Regions from separate parts of the Macaca mulatta genome. Here region 2 is linked to region 1. A link is a contact called in public Hi-C data. All regions are on one chromosome and are shown on one strand. The core of a region is the stretch at or near the end of the contact, and the rest is flanking DNA. Distances in the headings are between cores, read along the strand shown.

What was found. A called contact is a pair of places that touch in the nucleus more often than the background predicts.
Region 2: a contact with region 1 is called in a Hi-C map of liver, with 5 times the contacts expected there. The contact joins the promoter of TSR2 here to the promoter of WNK3 in region 1. A contact is called at or near these places in 2 of 14 Hi-C or Micro-C datasets (fetal cortex germinal zone and liver).

Annotation. Positions count from the first base shown.
Region 1 is chrX:54,194,172-54,196,780 of T2T-MMU8v2.0, forward strand. It overlaps WNK3 (WNK lysine deficient protein kinase 3), which reads right to left and starts at 1,299. Exons shown (of 24, transcript XM_077989069.1): 1 at 476-1,299.
Region 2 is chrX:54,273,177-54,275,785 of T2T-MMU8v2.0, forward strand. It overlaps TSR2 (TSR2 ribosome maturation factor), which reads left to right and starts at 1,305. Exons shown (of 5, transcript NM_001193626.1): 1 at 1,305-1,390; 2 at 1,595-1,685. The coding sequence starts at 1,310.

The DNA of each region.
Region 1 (2,609 bases), core at 49-2,548:
TCAATCTCACTTAAGTGATCACTCAGTCCTTTGTCAACCGTATCCTGGTCCCCCTCCTGTATCCTCCTCACCTTCCCCGTCCCCTGGTCTTCCATCAGCTCCCAAAGTTGTCACCCCTCAACAACCACCAAAAAAAAAAAAATCAAAAACAAAAAACAAAACAAAACAAAAACCGCACCTCAGCCTCAAACCTGCCCTTCCCCACTTTCCCCCTTTTCATTTTCCTCTCCGCCTATTCAGCGGTTTCGACAGCCCCTTAGCCCCGAGCCCGACCTCGTCCGGTACCGACTGGTGAACGCACTCACCCTGCCTCGGTCAAGCCGCCCCCCGCTAGGGCGCTTACTCCTAACAGACTCTTGGCCGCCGCTGCCTCCCTCCATTCATCCCTGGCCCATTCATCTCTCAGCCCGATCCCAGACACGCCCCCCGGCCTCCTCCCTCTCTCCTAGCGCCCCGGCCGGCCCGGGACCCTCACCAGATTAGAGGCTCTCGCAGAGGAGGAGACTCTGACTCTTTTGGCTTCTCCCTCGCCCTCTCTCGAGCCTCCTCTCGCCCCACGACGAGCCACACCGTAGAACAGAAACATACACACACACCGCCTCCTCCTCGATCGCCTCCTCCGATGCTTCTTACTCCTCTCCTCGATGTCTCGAGCTCCGCTCCGCGTCGTGTGCGCTTGCGCGCGCGAGCGTCTCCCCGCAAGCCCACCGGGCCAGCTACGGCCGGTAGGTAAAGAGCGGGCGGAGAGAGGGGAGCAGGGTACGAGCCCAAGCTCGCGCTCGGCCCGGAGCTGAGCAGACGCACGCGTACTCCAGCCAGGGAATTCGGACGGGTAGGAGAGAGGGGCGGAGGGGGGCGGGGAAGGGAGGGGAGAACAGCAGAGGGGGAGGGGCGGAGAAAGCCAACGGAGCAGCCCCAACTCGGAACCGCCTCTATCGCGGCGAGGTGCCGAGTGGCCAGCCAACGAGTGCGCGCGCACGCCTCCCGCCCCCTCGGCGCCGCGGGAGACAGGGATGCGCGTCGAGGAGAAAGGCTTCTCCCCCTTGCAAAGAGAAAACCTCTTAGAGGAAGCACGCGCGACACCTCCTGTGTGTTCCGAAGCCCTCTCGCTCTCTCAGCTGCTCTACCCTCTCCCCTCAGAGAAGAAGAAGAAAAGTCCAAGCACACACTACTTCCTAGCCCCCCACTGCCCACCCTTGGGTCTTCGCGAGCCTCTGAATGCGGTAGCACCGCTGTTAGGAGGTGATACCCGCCGGCACCTTTTCGCCCGCCACCCCTAACTCCCTTTTTCCAACTCCCGGGCTTTCTCGCGAGACCCATACCTGCCGGCTTTGGGATTAGAAGTCGAAGCACAGATTTACAAATACTGGCCTCCCAGTTACGTTGCGGGGGCAACAGCCACGGCATGTTCCCCCCGACCCCCAGGACCGCAGTGCGCGCGCGGGGGGGCTGGGAAACGACCAAAGCAGGGATGAGAAAGGGAAGCTATGAAACTGATTTTTGACGGCATGTAACCGCTAGGCCTGGGCACGTGCCCTGCGCCTCGCAGGCCGGTGCGATGTACCCTGGGAATTGTAGTTTTTCTTCCCACCTATGGTCGGACTCCCACCCTCAGTTTTACTCAGGCCTCTGACCGGGAGGGGGATTACCGACGCCATTTTGCCCGGAACAATGGCCCTCGGCCCTGATGGTGGCAGGTGGGGGAGGGAGCAATGCTTTTAAGGGTTCGGTGAACCTCCCCGGCCCCTCGGTGCCATAGCAACCCCTTCAGAAACCTGGTCCCGCCCCCTCGCCGCCGCCAGGCTTCTAGACCGCGCGCATGCGGAAAGGCTGCCTCCAACTGAGACTGGCTCTCTCTGTCTCCCACCGGCCACCTCCTTGAAAAACTCACAGATCCTCTAGCTGGTAGTGAATGCTGCTTCCTTCGAGCTTTCGGTACATGTTAGCCTCGGCGCAGCGGCTTCAAACTGCTTCCTGTGCTATGCCAGGAGCAGTATAGAATTGTTTCTGTCATTCTCCCATGAATAATCCCGGCCCGACAGAGGAGGAAACTGAGGCTCAGGAGGGGAAATGGACATGAATTGCTCAAGTTAATACTATTTGTGGAGTTAGAACTTGAACCTAGGTGTGCTCTTTCCAGAGCCGAGACATTTTTCAATCTCCCGGGAGTCATCTGGTGGCGCAGCTAAAGGGCAGGGCATTCTTTTTGAATGCCCCTCAAGCTGGGAGGCTGTGTGGGAAATATCAGACTAATGCTTTCAGCCCTCCAGCCTCGGCCCTATCACTGAGTTATCCCCTCTCCACTACCTATTTTTCTTTTCTTGCCGTAGGCCTCAGAAATCTCAGTCTTTTTCAGCTCTTTAAAACAGCACAATCAATAAATTTAACTCAGGTTTCCAAAGTCCAAATAAAGTGTAATGGTTTGACTTTGTAAGGGGGGGGGGCGGTGTTGAGTATAATGGTGGGAGGCCTTGTAGCCCTGTCTCTTGCCTCTGCCCCTTCCTTACTAATTTCAATATTGCCAGAACATGTAAGGAAACCGGACCATGCCCTTAATACATTTAAACTCCCATCTTTCCATTTTGACAATGAAGGGAGACGCTGAGGAA
Region 2 (2,609 bases), core at 55-2,554, 79 kb after region 1:
TTGTTTTCATTCATTTAAAAGTGTTTTCTAATTTTCTTTGTGATTTTTTTTCTTTGACCCATTTGTTGCTTAGCAGTGTGTTAATTTCCACATGTTTGTGAATTTTGTAAGTTTATTTTTACTGATTTTTAACTTCTTTCCATTGTGGTCAGACAACATACTTTGTATGTTCAATCCTGTTAAATCTATTGAGGCCTACTGTATGGCCTAGTGTATGATCTGTTCTGGAGAATGTTCTTGTGCACTTCAGAAAAACGTACAGTTATCCCTGGGTATCTGTGGGAGACTGGTTCCACGACCTCCGGAGAACACCAAAATTCATGGATGCTCAAGTCTCTGATATAAAATGACATAGTATTTGCGTATAACCTATGAATATCCTACTGTGTGCTTTAAATTATTTCCAGGTGTGACTCACGTCTATAAATAATCCCAGCAATTTGGGAGGCCTAGGCAAGTGGATTAAGCCCAGGAGTTCGAGACCAGCCTGGGCAACATGGCGAAACCTGTCTCTACTAAAAACACAAAAATTAGCCGGGAGTGGTGGTGGGCACCTGTAATCTCAGATACTCCGGAGGCTGAGGCACGAGAATTGCTTGAAACCGGGAGGTGGAGGTTGCAGTCAGCCGAGATGGCGCCACTGCACTCCAGCCTGGGCCACGGAGTGACACTCAGTCTCAAAAATAAATAAATAAATAAAAATAAATAAATAAATAAATAATTTCCAGGTTACTTATAATGCCTAATAAAGTGTAAATGCTATGTATATAGTTGTTATACTGTATTGTTTAGGGGAATAATATCAAGAAAAAAGTATGTACATGTTCAGTGCAGATGCATTTTTTTTCCTGAATATTTTCCATCTGAGGTTGGTTGAATTCACGGATGTGGACCGCCCCCCATAGGGAGAGCTCATTGTATTTTACTGTTGTTTGTCGCAGTATTCTATGCAGATGTTAAGATGCTTTTTTTAAATGCAGAGTTTTAAGGCTATACTCACTGAGTCCTCTGCCCCAGGGCCTAGAATCTGTATCTGTAATAAGTTCCCCACATATTTCCTCCGCAGTACCCACGGATCCGGAAACCATGGCCCCACACGTCCTTCAGGTCTGGTGTCCTTTGATTGAAGTGAGTGACTCTGGTGGTGTCATTGATCGCTCTGACAGATTTTTCTTTTGCTCTAGTCTTGCTGCCAGGTCTGCGGAAAAGAGAATCCTGTGTTCTCAGGCTCGGCTTGCGTCTCATTCTGCCTGGGCCGAGCTACGGAGGGATTGGGCCGCCGGGACGTCACGTGGACCGGGGCCGGATAATGGCGGGCGCTGCAGAAGATGCGCGAGCTCTTTTCCGGGCTGGGGTCTGCGCGGCCCTGGAGGCCTGGCCGGCCTTGCAGGTCAGTGGGACCAGGGCAAGGTCAAGGTTGGGGCCAGGGCAAGGTCAAGGTTAGGGCCAGGGGCAGAACAGGAGTTGGTTGGGCTAGGTGCCTGAGGCTTGGCTAGGCGGCGTAAGAGGAGTTGGCTGGGCGGCGTAAGCGGCCTCCAGGCAACTCCAAGTCTGCTCCCAAGTTGACGTGATGGGCTTGGACCTGTGTTTACAGATCGCTGTGGAGAATGGCTTCGGGGGTGTGCACAGCCAGGAGAAGGCCAAGTGGCTGGGGGGTGCAGTGGAGGATTACTTCATGCGCAATGGTGAGTGAATGTGAGGCGCTGCGACCCGCCTGTGTGGGGGTGTGGAGAGGAGCCCCATCCCGCAGAGCCTGCATTTCCTCTCGAGCAGTTGTGGATTGGTACCTAAAGGCGAGGTGGAATGAATTCAGTTTTTGGAGTCAGAATCCTGGATTCCAGTGCTTTACGGGCTGTGCCACTGACTCGTGGGATTACTCTGGACAAGGCAATTTACCTCCCTGAGACTCCGTTTCCTTGTTCCTAAAATGCGTATAAAAGTATCCACCACAGCGCTGTACAGTAGAAATATTATGCTAGTCACATGTAATTTAAATTTTTTAGTAGCCACTTTAATAAAGCAAAAAGCAGATGAAACCAATATTGTATACGAAATATTTCAACATGTAATCGGTATAAAACATTGAGATATTTTACATTTTTTAGTATTGTTTTCAAAATCTGGTATTTTACAGTTTTAGCACATTTCGATTTGGCCTAGCCATATTTCAAGCCCTCAGTAACCACCTGTGGCTGTTTGGACAGCAAAGATCTTCACTGTAGGCTTGTCTTGAGGGATATACAAGAACAAGAGGCCCAGTAGAGGGCCTGTTGCATAGTATGGTTTTAAAAAAAGCCTTCATTCAATTTCTAGCTTTGGAGATGACATTAGGCACAGTCATCTCTCTCAAGAAAGTATACTATCCAGTGAGGATCCACACACGTAAATAGTTACAACATTGATAGATTTTCTGATAAAGAGGAGCTCAGTGTGCATGGGGTAACAGGCTGGGGAGACAGGTTCTCAGTGGAGGTGGTGAATTGGGCTGGATCTTAATGAGAAGGAGTTAACTAGGTGGGGGAAGCAGAGAGACAGCAATACTCAAGTTCTGTGGCATGAGGGTATAATGTGTTATATTTGGAAAGTAGCAGGGAGCTCAGTATTGGAGT